Linked DNA regions of Mus musculus: regions 1 and 2 are each linked to region 3. Evidence: chromatin contacts called from public Hi-C and Micro-C data. All regions are on one chromosome and are shown on one strand. Each heading gives the region's core, a stretch centred on a gene start, on an enhancer-like site or on the middle of the called end of the contact. The rest is flanking DNA. Distances are from core to core; before and after follow the strand shown. Region 1 holds the start of Defb3 (defensin beta 3). Region 2 overlaps Mcph1 (microcephaly, primary autosomal recessive 1). Region 3 holds the start of Xkr5 (X-linked Kx blood group related 5).

Region 1 (4,301 bases), core at 1,622-4,121, 340 kb after region 3:
CACACACATACTCATTCACACACACACACACACACACACACACACACACACACACACACACACACACACACACACATACACATTCATACACCAGTGTACCAATGGACCTATTCCCTGCCTTACCTGGCTTGACTGAGATCCTAATTGTCCTCAAGAAGACAAGTGATAAAATTTTGGTTTGCCTGAGACTCCTCTGGAAGATGGTGGAATATTCTGCAAGTAGGCCTATTAGAAGTGAGCTAGGTTTGGACAAAGCACAGCAATGGGTATTGGCAGACCAGACCCCTCCCTTCTGCTTCCTGGTTACCAGAAGGTGAATGACTTTACCCACCACAAGCTCATCGCCATTTATGTCCTGCCTTCAGTCAGACCACAAAGTAGTGGTGCCCACTGACCATGGCTTGAATCTCTAAGGCTTGAACCAAAATAACTTCTCTTTCATCAAGGTTGATTTGTCAAAAGTATTTGGCCACAATGATAGATAATGAACACATTTGCTTTTTACTGTGGAAAGTGAGGAAATTATGCAAATGGAGAGGGGTGGTGTATTAATTCAGGCTGAGCATTTACAGACAATTATTCCACATTAAGTTTTGTCTGCTCTTCCTCTGCCTGGAAAAATATCTTAGTGTTGGGATAAGTAAGCATGATTTTTCAATAGACACCTGAATCACACAGGGAAGCAAAGTCCCAAAGAGGCATGAGACTGTATGTGGAAACCCTCTAATCTCAGACAACTTGTTTATAACATGCCACTGTATCCTAACCTAGCCCTGTCATTCCCTAATCCAGCAGAAACTTCCTCATTGGATCAAGCCATTATTACAGATCAACCACCAGCTTATTTTAAGAAACCCTCAAATTGTAGAGCAGGCAAATGATGACCAGAGAAAGGTATAGGTAAGGAAAATAGAGGGATGTTTGTGTTTTAAAAAACATAGGAGAATTATGTCTGGTTTCTACTGGTCTATTGTATGTTAGTACTACTGAAGCTAATGAGAGGGGATTGGAACTACTCTTAGTAGAGTAAAATTATGCAATTTGAAACGATGGATATGGTAACTAACCTGAGTTGATCATTCCCTACCCTATCTATGTACTGAGATAGTACACAGAAACCCACAAATATGTACATTTACTGTATCTTGTTTTAATTTAAAACTTCTTCTTTATGCCAGTTTATGGGATTTTCAGAGGGAAAACTAGGAAAGGGGATAACATTTGAAATGTAAATAAAGAAAGTATCTAATAAAAAAACATTTGTCCATCAATTCAAAAAAGGTGGCTTTTCACAGCACATCAGTGGGAGTGGGGCATTCTAGTGTGGGTCCAAACTCTTCATTCTTCAGCCTCAAATCTGTTTGCTGAGAACTCCATACAAGAGCCTTTGTCAAAACTGTTCATACATTATTGATTTCTGCTCATATGGTTATTACAACTTCCTGTAAGGAAGAAGGAATCCTGAGTAAGATAAATTATTTTTCTCTTACAAAATCCTTATTTCTCAGTTCTCAGAATGAGTTAAGCCATGATACATGTCAATGGTTTTCTAGGATAAAGATGTAAAGCTGGGTTACAGAATTTCCAAGAGTCTTCACTCAGAGATGAGCCACACAGCACCCCTCAGACAGTTCACAGCAAGTACAGTAGGGAGATGGTTCAAGAGACTTGAATCTCACTGTCATGGATTCTTTTTTTTTTTTGGTTTTCTTCCTTTTATTATTAATATATTATTTGCTCTTTGTAATTCTCATATATGACTTATCTTGATCATATCAAACATACCCATATCTCCTCTTCCAGTTTCCCTGTGTTCCTAAATTCACGTGATGTTCTTTATTTTTAAATAAAATCTTGCTTAATTAATTTTACTTTAATTGAATCCCTGATAATTTGATCCATTTTATTGATGAGTTTATCTTTTTTTATTATATATTTTTTTATTACGTATTTTCCTCAATTACATTTCCAATGCTATCCAAAAAGTCCCCCATACCCTCCCCCCCCCCACTACCCTACCCACCCATTCCCACTTTTTGGCCCTGGCTTTCCCCTGTACTGGGGCATATAAAGTTTTCGTGTCCAATGGGCCACTGTCATGGATTCTAAGGATAGAATTCAAGAATCAACTTGACCCCTCACCACTGATACTCACATCATCTTAGAAAGAGAAGAACCACAGACCCAAAGGCTAGTATGTCCCACAAAGTTCATTACAAAGTGGTTAGAACCAGCTACTCCCTGCTTTCTTCTAGGTGGGAATGGGGCACCATGTTCAGGTATCACATTACCAACTCATTGCATTCTCTGAGACAGGAAGCAGCATACCCATCTGACTCCACTGTAGTAAATGAACTCCACTGTTGAGCAGTAACTTGGGGAAATCTATGAAATGAGGCCCATGTTCTGACCTAAAAAGCTTGGAGAACCTTGACTTGGCTCACATTCTGTTGCCTCCAGCAGCTGAGTGTGCCTAAGCTCAAATGGATTTATGTGAAATTACTCCCCACTGAGGCCTAAGCCTGTTGACAGACTCTAAGATGACTAAGTCAAATGTCTGAGTTATAGACAAGTAAGCTCCAATTGTAACCAGTAAGAATGTCCCAGGACAGCCTGGGTCCAGCTAAGATGTAAGGCAGGAAGCTGTTCTTGATGAGCAGTGCAGGAGGAAATCATCTGGGGATCCTCACATTTGCATAAGGAACACTGAGTGTGCTCTCAAAGGGTCACTCCTTGACAAGAGAGGTAAGGTGCTCTTGTTTCATAATTGTAATTTTGACGTTCTATTCAGTGTCGAAATCTACCCAGGGGGCAGCACCTGGCACTATATAAGGCACTGAGCTCAAGTCCCTCTGCATCTCTGCACCTCACCAGGCTTCAGTCATGAGGATCCATTACCTTCTGTTTGCATTTCTCCTGGTGCTGCTGTCTCCACCTGCAGGTGAGTCAGGGGAGTAGGGTCATCCCACACTGATAGGAGAGACAACACCCTACATCAGGTGTGTGTGTATGTGTGTGTGTCTGTGTGCCTATGTATCTCTGTGTTTGTCTCGGAGTCTCCCTCTCTATGTATCTTTCTGTTTCTCTGTGTTTGCATCTCTCTCTGTGTCTTTGTGTTTCTGTGTCTCTATGTTTGTGTCTGTCTGTCTGTCTATCTCTCTCTCTTTCTGTGTATGTGTGCATGTGTATACCTTTATGTCCCTTAATCTTCGTGTGTTGGTTTGTCTCCCTCTCATTTTATGTGTGTGTGTTCCTCTGCGCATGCATCTGTCTTTCTGTCTCTATGTGTATATGTCTGTCTTTCTGTGTATAAGTCCATATCTATGTTTCTGTCTGTGTCTTTTTCTCCTTTTTACATATACCCTCCTTACTTTTGCATTTTTCTTTCTTTCTTCTAAGCATTTTAGAAAATGTGTATTGTTGACTACTAACACAAACCAAGGACTCTTTCTTTTTCCCTTGAAGGAGTCTAAGGTAGACACATGCTCTGCTCATCTGCAGCAATTGACTTCCATTTCCTAACTCCTGATGCTAAGCTTAAGATTATCAAATGAGTGTCTTATAGGTAGCTTAAAAATAGTAACATGAAGAATGTTTGATTCTTACATGAACAGAAAGGTATTAATTTAGAAATCTTTACATATAAGGAGTAGAGTCTCTGCTTACTCTAGAGAACTCCTCAGAATAACCAGCCTAGCCTGTTTGAGAACTTCTGCTCCCCTTAGCCCCATGGAATACCCCTGAGCACACAGTGTCTACAGGGTTAATGAGGTTCATAGCACAGGGGAGGCTATTAAATCCTGTCTCCCAAACTTTTGCTTAAGTGTATTTAGTGGAAAAAATTTATTTTCTGTAAATTATGTGTATATGTATTGATTTGTATATGGGTATGTGCCAAGTAGTACAGTACTCACAGAGGTCATAAAAGGAAATCATATCTCTCAGAGATGGAGTTATTTATAGGCACATATGGCCTGCCTGATATGGTACTAGGAACTTATCTCAGGTCTTCAGCAGGAGCAGTATGCACTCCTACAGGCTGAGCCATCTTTCCAGGCTCCAAGCTGTGTTTCATACTTGACTTTAGACAAACAGAATAATGGGGTTAGACAACTCATGTGAGGGAGCTAAAACAAGTAATGAGTTGGAGAGGAATTGATGAACACATCTTAGGCCAACCTGTGGCCTCTATATGTGTGTGCACACATGCACATTCATGTGCACAGTCACACTCAGTGTCTGTTTCACATGCTAGAAGTAGGGGCTTGTGTGTGGAGAAGCAAAGGCAGGGCTGCTAAGAA
Region 2 (3,926 bases), core at 302-2,801, 330 kb before region 3:
TCTAGCCAAGTAGTATCCATTGCATGTGCATACCACAGTGCATTTGCCAGTGGTGGAAATGTGAACGGTTTCCCATTTTTGGTTACTATGAATGAAGTTGTTATGGAGATTTGTGTTTGTGCCTTTCTGTGTTTTCATTTCTCGTGGTTTATCACCCAAACAAGGTGGCTGCATGGTTTTATGTTCCTCTAGCAGTGTGAGTGTTCTTTTGTTCCATGCCTTCACCCACACTTGGGATTTGTCCATCATCTGAATTTAGCAATTAAGAGTGGATACATAGCAGCCTTTCGTAAGTTCTAATTTACATACCATATAATTTTCTCAGTTAAACTATACAATTTACTGCTTTTAAACATACTCAAAGAGTTGTACAGCCATCTCCACAATTTTAAAGTATTTTGTACCTGGAGTTGAAGCCTGCACCCTTTAGCTCTCACTCCCACGTCTGAAGCCTCAGCAGCTGTTTATTCACTTCCTGCCTTTATAGTTTTCCAGTTCTGGGTATTTTTGTATAAATGCAGCTATATAGTTTGGCAATGCCTGAAGCTGCTTCTTAGCAAAATCTGTTCTGTTGTCCCTTTTATTTGCTTCCTTTTTCTGATCAAATAGTGCTTGATTGTATGAGAGTATATGCATGAGCACACAGGAACACACACAACACACGCACAAGCAAAATGCTTATTGGACTCACAATTCCAGGTTATAGCATCATGGCAGTCATGTCACTGCAGCAGGTGGATGAGAGAATTGGTTCTGTTCCATCCATGGTCAAGAGCAGGGAACATTGAATGTACATGTGTTAATAGTACTCAGCTCTGCTCCTCCCTGTTTTATGCAGTCCAGGATCTCTTTCTCAGTGAATGGTTTCATCCAAGGCAAGATATTCTTGCCTTACTCTAGACAGTCCTTTACAGACATGCCTAGGAGCCTGTCTCCTGGGTGCTGAGCTGTTAGTTCATAGTAACTATCACAGGGTAGAAGGTAGTCAGCCCATATATGTGTACCGTGTGCATACGGTGCCCACAGAGGCCAGAACAGTGCATCATCCCCGGAACTGTACAGTTACACTATAGATGATTATGAGTCACCCAGTGACTAATCCAGGTCTTTTGCAAGAGCAGCACTGCACTAACAGCCAGCCGTCTCTCCAGCCACAGGAAATTTGTCTTTAACCAGTCCCCCTCAGAGTACCCTGCTCCCACAGGCAACGTGTATGCATCTTTTGCTCACAAATGTTCTTTCTTTTTATACCACTGTACAAGCCAGTGGCTTCTGCTTGCAGTTCTGATAGGAAGTAGGTAGTTGGATCTTGTGTCCACCATGGATACAGTTCCTGTCACATAGAGCTTTTTCCCTTCCTCCTGTGCTGCCTGCCATCCCAATGTCCAAAGCTCTTGGCTTCTAGTTATCTCACATGGACATAAGAATTCCACCCTGGTGTTAGGAGAGTGGGTGTTTCTAGGCACCCATGTCCAGACATGCTCACCTGCTCCTCTCTCTTGTGCTCCCCACTCCCGCTGGGGAGGACCTGGAGTCCTTGACTTCTGCACCTCTGCTAGGCCTGGACTTCCTTTTGTTTGTTTGGTTGGTTACTTTCCAGTTCTGCAGGCAGCTCTTACCCACTCCTTGTTTTCATTAGTTTATGTCCCATTTGTTTTCTTTTACTGTTATTTTATTGGGATCTGGTGGACGAAGAGAAAATCGTGCACTTGTTCTGTCGTTTAACCCAGATGACAAAACCTGTTTTATTCCCTAAACATTGCTTAGTTATTATCTCAGGGCCCTGTTGTGCCTACTCTGTTACTGTCAATCTTCAGTGGTCCCTTGGGTACTCTCTTGCTCCTGAAACCTATTGTTTGGGTGACCTATTTGTGACACTTCCTTCAATACCTCTTTCCTTAGATAGAACCTGCAGGGGCAGGAGGTCAGCTCTTAAGCATAGCAAAATGTCCGCAGGGAGACCAGAACTCTGTGTGATGGTCTCTCATAACTGGGGTTGTCTGCCTGATCTTTCTCAAAGCATTGGTGGTATGTAGGAAAGTTACTTATTTGGTTTTTATGTTGATTTTGTATCTGTCACTTTGCTAACATGTTTATCAGGGCATTTATGCTGGAGGCTTTATGGTTCCTTAATAGATAATATCTTCTAGAAATAAGAACACTGACTTCTTCCTATGCTACTTGTATTCTTTTTATTTACCTCTCTTGTCTTATTGTTCTTTCTAAAAGTCCATTCCTCTTTTAAGGTAGGGTCTCATTACGTAACTCTGGCTGACCTGGAACTTGCTCTGTAGACCAGGTTGACTATGAACTCACTCTACCTCTGCCTGAGTGCTGGGATTAAAAGCGTGAAGCACCATGCCTGGATTTATAGTTTGTATTCTTTCACTTGAAATATATACATGCTCAAGTGGGACTGGTTTGTAGGAAGATGGAAGTGTCATTCCTTCCTAGTGGATTGTGAGTGTTGTGAACTATCTATAGACAGATGGCAGCAGCCACAACTGCCAGAGAGGCTTGCTGCAAACATTGTAATTTTGTAAATATTATTATTATTATTATTATTATTATTATTATTACAAGTCATTCCTGTAACTTCAGTAACTGTTTAGAGATGGTGAAGCTGAGGTAGGCTGTATATGTGGAGATTCTAAGGTGGACCATAAGGACAGGGAGATAGGCTGGTAGATGTGGAGACACTAAGGTGGGCCATAAGGGCTGGTAGGTGTAGAGACACTAAGGTGGGCCATAAGGACAGGGATGAGCTAGATCGACTGGGGAAGTAGTGAGTGAGATTAGATAGAAAGGATGGGCCTGTGTCCGTGAGGATCAACAGGATAGATTATAGCTACAGAGGGTCAGTTAAGAGGAGGAGGGTGTGGAGAAGAGAGGAAATGAGGTAGGAATGAGAGGAGAGACTGGGCTATGCACAGAATAATTATTATCGTACACTATCAAAGTCAAAGCAAGACCATGAAAACATATTTATGCAGGACGGAGAGATGGCTCAGAGCACTGGCTGTTCTTATAGGGGACCTGGGCTCAATTCCCAGTACCCACAAGGCTCTACTCATAGCTGTCTCAGGCCCTCTTCTGGTCTCTATGGATACAATGCAAACAAATGGTGCACAAAAAACCATGCAGACAAAACACTTGTACCCATAAGATGAAATAAAAATAAATGTAAAAAGACATTTGTGGAACTTGAAAAACAAAGACAGTGAAAATACTGTTAGAATTATCATATATGTCAGTCAATGTTTCTGCCCTGGAGGGATGGGTTTTGAGTCCCTCCCCTCCCTATGATGTCTCAGGTAGCAGCAGACTACTAATGAGAGAGGTGCTGCTTGTTGTTCTAGTTCATACTTTCAAACCCCATTTGTGAGGATGCAGTGTCCTAGAGAATTTAAAACCAAACCAAACCAAACAAAACAGTTACCTTTGGGACCAAGTTTCCGCCCTTTTGCCAGTAGGTGTCACACCCTCCTTGCATTTTCCCAGCCCTCTTCGCAGAATGGTGCTGTTGGGAAATTTCCCTGTCCTTGTTCCACGCGTGCGAGATGGTGACACTTCCCACTGGGTTGGCTGAATTTGAATATCAGCTACTGGTGTAAGCACGCCTGTGCAGTTGTATGCCTTGTTATCTGGGTATCCCCTTCATGCCTGGGCTCTGGCTGCCTGTTGCTGTGTGCTTCCATGTCCGCTTAGTTTTACATCTGGCCAGTGATTACTCACTTCTGAGCTGGGCAGAAATTTCCCATGACCAGGAGGTCAGTCACCTGTGGAGTTTGGAGGGTGCTTCCCTCCTGGAGAAGTACTTCCAGGATGCCCATGTACAGTCTCACTTCAGGCTTGCTCTGATGTGTGACACATCAGCCACTGTCTCCACAGCCTGTTGATCTTGAACCCATCAGCCTGGGTGGATA
Region 3 (4,400 bases), core at 342-2,841:
CTGTGGGGTTACACCGCATATGTGCTAAGTACCTGGGGGACCCAACAACCAGGAGTGACCTGGAGTCACCACACGGTTACAGCCAACCAGGGCTGCATGTGCTGGACTTCAGTCATAGCTGGTTCTGTGTGAGGCTGGCTTTGGATTTTCTTTTGTTTTGTGTTTCTAAGGACTGAACTCAGGGCAGTTCCTGTGCTAGGTAAGGCCTCTGCTATCCCCGAGTCCACTTTTCTGTTTATTTAGAGACAATGTTCTGCTAAGTTGCACAGGCTAGCTTTAAACTCTTTCTGCAGCCTAGTTAGGTTTAGAACTCACCACGTTCATCCACCCCCAACCTCTTCATTGGCTTGGATTATACGCCTATGCCATCAGACCAGGCTCCACCTATATAACCTCGGATGTCAGCGAGAAGCTGTGTTGGTATTACTGATTACTGAGGGGGATTGTGGAGGGTACTCAGGGACCCTTTCACACTACCGTTGTCCTGAGTTTTCTAGGATTACCAAGGAATGTAGATCAGTAGGCACAAACCTCACTGCTTGGAGGCAGAGCCGGGAACCCATCAGCTATGGGAAGAGAATAGCCACTATTCCTTTCTCAGTCCCAGGTTATGTTCAGTGCACTGACAAGCTTCCTGCTAAACATCCATTCTTTTCCTGTTGGAAAGCTAGGGGACTAGGCCACTATGGGCAACAGTGTACTTCCTAGTCTCTTAGGGCCTAAACTAGCGCCCTTTGGGATTCTGAGTGGGTGTTGGGGACGGGAATCTGCAGGGATTATTCTGTAAATCAGAGGTAAATTTCAGAGATACCATGTCCAAGAAGGGACGCGGAACCTTGTTGGATCCGGATGGTGGAGTTTCCCCAGGGACCGGGCCTTGTAGGAGAGTGGCAGAAGTGGGCGGAGGCACTCTATGCCAGCACTGAAAGGGTTACAAATTCAAACGCGAAAGGCGCGAAAACTATGGCCATCTTGCTTCATCTCCGCTACCCACAGGACCCTTGTCTTCAGTAAACCAGCGTTCTGCTGTGTCACAATCTCGAAAGGGTAACCAGTGTCCTTTGGGATCCCACCCCTCCACCTCTCCCAGCTCTTGGATCGCATGCCACCCCAGCCCGGAGCCCGGGTGTCCAGGGAGCCAGGGCGCCTCACCAAGTGCTGGCGCTCCAAAGTAGCCTCCTCACGCAGCTCTTTGCAGAGCACCAGCGAGAGGAGAGAGAAGGGACTCAGGGCTCCGGGTTTGGAGTATGGGGAGGATCCATGCATGGAGGGATGTCTAACTGGATGGAGGAAATCATGCATGGTGAGGGGATCACACAGGGAGTGCTCTGCAGGCTAGGACGGGAGATCATCGTGCGTGCACCGGCGCAGTGTTCGCCGCTTGCCTGCCTGCCGGAGGAGGAGGAGGCACAGCGGTGGTAGATGTGCCCCGCACACTGGGTTGGAGTAGGGTATTGGAGGGGTGAGCACTCGCGGGCTGCGCCTCACTCACGCGCGCTTTGCTCGGCCGCCTGCAGCAGGGCAGAGAGCCCCAGGAGCCCCGCGTGCATCTTCTGAGCTGCTGCTGCCTGTGCCCGCCCCTTCCCCTGCCCGGGACCGGGTTGGGGAGGCTTCCGGCTTGGGGCCCCAAGACAGGAGGCTTTTCTTCCCAGTCAGTTACCAAGTTGCTAGTAGGGTTGGGGTGAAGGCGGGGACAGGGGGCAGGAGGAACCGACAGGTTCTTAGGGGGCAGTCTCGCGGTCTGTGTCAGATTTGCATGCTGTCCCAGCCTCCTAACGGCTGTAAGACACAATGGGTTTGTTCTGAAGCGAAATGGGTTAGTCACTGGGTGGTCATAGTCAGCGGGTTTGCTCAAAACAGAGTCCACTTAACTACTAGTCAGAGTGGTGTATGTGTGTATGTGTATCATGGGAGGAGGAATTTGAAAAGCTGATTGGGACTTTTGAAAAATTTCAGTTGTGTGTCCAGAAAAGGGAAAGGAAACACGCCTAAAATGGCATCTGAGCCTTTAATAGCCGCTTTGCTTTCAGACCTTTCTCCCAGGTATCCTTGAGGGGTTAATCCAGATCCCCCAAAGCCAGAAGTAAACCTTCCCACGGAAAGTCTTTCTGGGAGATGGGAAAGCATCACCCTGACATTTGTTTCGATGTAGAGGTTACACAGGACTGTGGACGTGGGGACAAAGATTGTTCTGAATCGTCCATGCCCAGCGGAAAAATGTTTTATAACCCTTGAGCAGGCGTGGCAGGAAATTACTAAGTAGAGGTCAGGCCTACAGCGATTCTGCCCCATAGAATTCTTGCGAAGGAATAAGAATACACAAATTAGGACTGGAAATAAATGCTGTTCATGATTAGTGATGGGTGGGGAACATTTCAATACATTTCTCAACATTTTTAGCCTTAAAACATCCCACCACACTCCCCATCCAAATTCCTAGGTGTACGGTTTGAGAAATAAAAACATATTCTATATTTCATTTGTTAAAAACAGTCCAAGGCAGGCAAGGTGGGGGATCAGGACGTTGGCTGCCTCTCTGGTCTGTCTTGTGTGCTGTGTCCAGTGTGGAGGGACATGGCCCCCCAGGTTCAGAATCCTATAAATGGAGATCGCAGAAGGGTCAGCTGGAAGACACAACTGGGGATTCCAGCTGGGATATTCTATCTGATTCTATTCTATTTGATTGGCTGTGTGGCAAAGGTGGTTGGTTCATAATCACACCTCCTGTGCCACCAGCCTCCCTTCTCTCTACCTTTCTTTTCTTCACAGCACTTATCCAGTTACGTTTCCTCCTTGGCTAATGTGTTATCTTTTACCAGTCTGCTATGGCAGGAGGTGAGGTGCCTTCATTAGACTAATGACACTGTCTCTAGACCTGACTCAGGGGAGGCTCTTGTGAGACAGACTTCCTGGAGAGACAAAACATGACAGATAAAAGCAATGGCTGCACCCTTGTCCAGCTTGGTGAACCAATGAGTATTTACTGTGGTGACTAACTGGAGTGGGGGACTCATTACTTACAAGGAGCAGGGATGTCTCAAAAGCAGCGGCAACATCAGAGAGATCACCCTGACATGGGTTTAGATTTCTCCTGCAGGCTCCACATGGCATTAGACCAGAAATGCTGGTATTCTCTATCCTTCAAGCTGACTGGGGAAATCTCGCCTGGGTAAGGTAGATGCGTTGAGAGATCCTTTATAGTCTCAAGATTCCCACTCTTGGTAAGTCCCAGGCCCTGGCTGATATGGCCCGATTAGATTGTTGGTGGCCTCTCTGGAGAATAATCCAGCTTCCCAGAGAAGACTTCCCTAGGGTAGGTAGAACTTCTTACGCACAGGATGTGTCTGTGCTCAGGACTAAAACGGGTCCTAGAATGAGCTAGGAGCTGCCTGTGATAGGCCATCCATCTCCTTGTTTCCCACAGGACTGCTTGTAACTCTGAAGGTTGCTGATTCAGGCCTCCCAAGCAGGGTATGTCCTCCTGCTGACCCCTCAGGCACAGGACCAGCTCTTCTCTGTTCCCTTTAAATCCTGCATCCCTACCTCTCCTGTGTATTTAGTTGGTGCGGAGACTTTCCTGCCATCATAAAGGTCAGGGGAAGAAGGCCATTGTAAGTGTTGGCAAGAGATGGTAGTGAATCCTTATGGTTCCCACAGGGCCCAGAGCAGAGGGAAAGGGGGAGGGGGAGGGGGAGAGGGAGAGGGGGAGGTAGAGGTAGGTGGAGGAAAAGAGGGGGAGGGGGAGGGGGAGGGGGAGAGGGAGGTAGAGGTAGGTGGAGGAAAAGAGGGGGAGGGGGAGGGGGAGGGGGAGAGGGAGAGGGGAGGTAGAGGTAGGTGGAGGAAAAGAGGGGGAGGGGGAGGGGGAGGGGGAAGGGGAGGGGGAGAGATCTCACTTGGTATGATATGAACGTGGCCTCTCTGTGAGAAGACCTTCCTGTAAGCTAGAAATACTTTCAGCACAGGTGAGTTCTTTATGTGCTGATAAAACATGGGAAGTGGAAGATGCCAGAATCTGCCTGTGAATAAGCCCTATGTATGACAGGCTCTTACCCATGTGTCTCAGGGGACAGCTCACAGATTCGGAGGGTTGCCACTTTAAGCCATCGAGCTAGGATGTGCTCTCCTGGTGTTCCTTCATATCTAGGACTGTTAGTCATTTCCCTAGAACCGTCAGTCATTCTCCTGGAGCCTTGTACCCCTGGCTTTGACAGGTGTCTCAGCTTCTGTGGGACCTGGGTGACCTGGGAGAAGAGTAGCCGAACAGCAGGATCAGATAGTATCGGAATCTATCATTTCTACCACGTCTAGGACGCAGATATGAGGTGCCTGTTGGACAGTGGTGTTCCAAAGCCCTGTGTTGGCTGTATTCATATGGATCAGGAATGCACAGTTTTATAGCT

What was found. Hi-C and Micro-C count contacts between places; a contact is called where the count stands out from the background.
Region 1: a contact with region 3 is called in a Hi-C map of embryonic stem cells, with 4 times the contacts expected there. The contact joins the promoter of Defb3 here to the promoter of Xkr5 in region 3. A contact is called at or near these places in 4 of 39 promoter capture datasets (the C10 cell line, the HPC-7 cell line, embryonic stem cells and 1 more), 5 of 484 Hi-C or Micro-C datasets (all in embryonic stem cells) and 1 of 9 other capture datasets (embryonic stem cells).
Region 2: a Micro-C map of trophoblast stem cells shows a contact between it and region 3, with 4 times the contacts expected there. The contact joins the enhancer-like site here to the promoter of Xkr5 in region 3. A contact is called at or near these places in 17 of 39 promoter capture datasets (the 3T3-L1 cell line, 3T3-L1-derived adipocytes, the C10 cell line and 12 more), 2 of 15 datasets of contacts at CTCF or cohesin (both in the NIH/3T3 cell line), 22 of 484 Hi-C or Micro-C datasets (the 63-12 cell line, the C10 cell line, the G1E-ER4 cell line and 16 more), 17 of 115 datasets of contacts at active chromatin or transcription factors (the 230-238 cell line, the HPC-7 cell line, the NIH/3T3 cell line and 10 more) and 3 of 9 other capture datasets (adipose tissue, embryonic stem cells and liver).

The regions. Positions count from the first base shown.
Region 1 is chr8:19,290,490-19,294,790 of GRCm38.p6, forward strand. Defb3 (defensin beta 3) reads left to right here and starts at 2,872. Exons shown (of 2, transcript NM_013756.2): 1 at 2,872-2,941. The coding sequence starts at 2,884.
Region 2 is chr8:18,618,225-18,622,150 of GRCm38.p6, forward strand. All of the region lies in intron 3 of Mcph1 (microcephaly, primary autosomal recessive 1), which reads left to right. Among named protein-coding and RNA genes, the nearest start is that of Gm25763, 6.1 kb to the left of the region's middle. Within about 2 kb of position 1,552, at least 122 of the 459 cell types and tissues checked have an H3K27ac peak or open chromatin away from gene starts, as enhancers often do. A contact at or near this core is called in the 63-12 cell line, the G1E-ER4 cell line, the N1E-115 cell line and 8 more, where this site is marked.
Region 3 is chr8:18,949,384-18,953,783 of GRCm38.p6, forward strand. Xkr5 (X-linked Kx blood group related 5) reads right to left here and starts at 1,592. Exons shown (of 7, transcript NM_001113350.2): 1 at 1,493-1,592. The coding sequence starts at 1,550. Gm40464 (a long non-coding RNA gene) reads left to right here and starts at 884. Exons shown (of 3, transcript XR_870173.3): 1 at 884-1,047.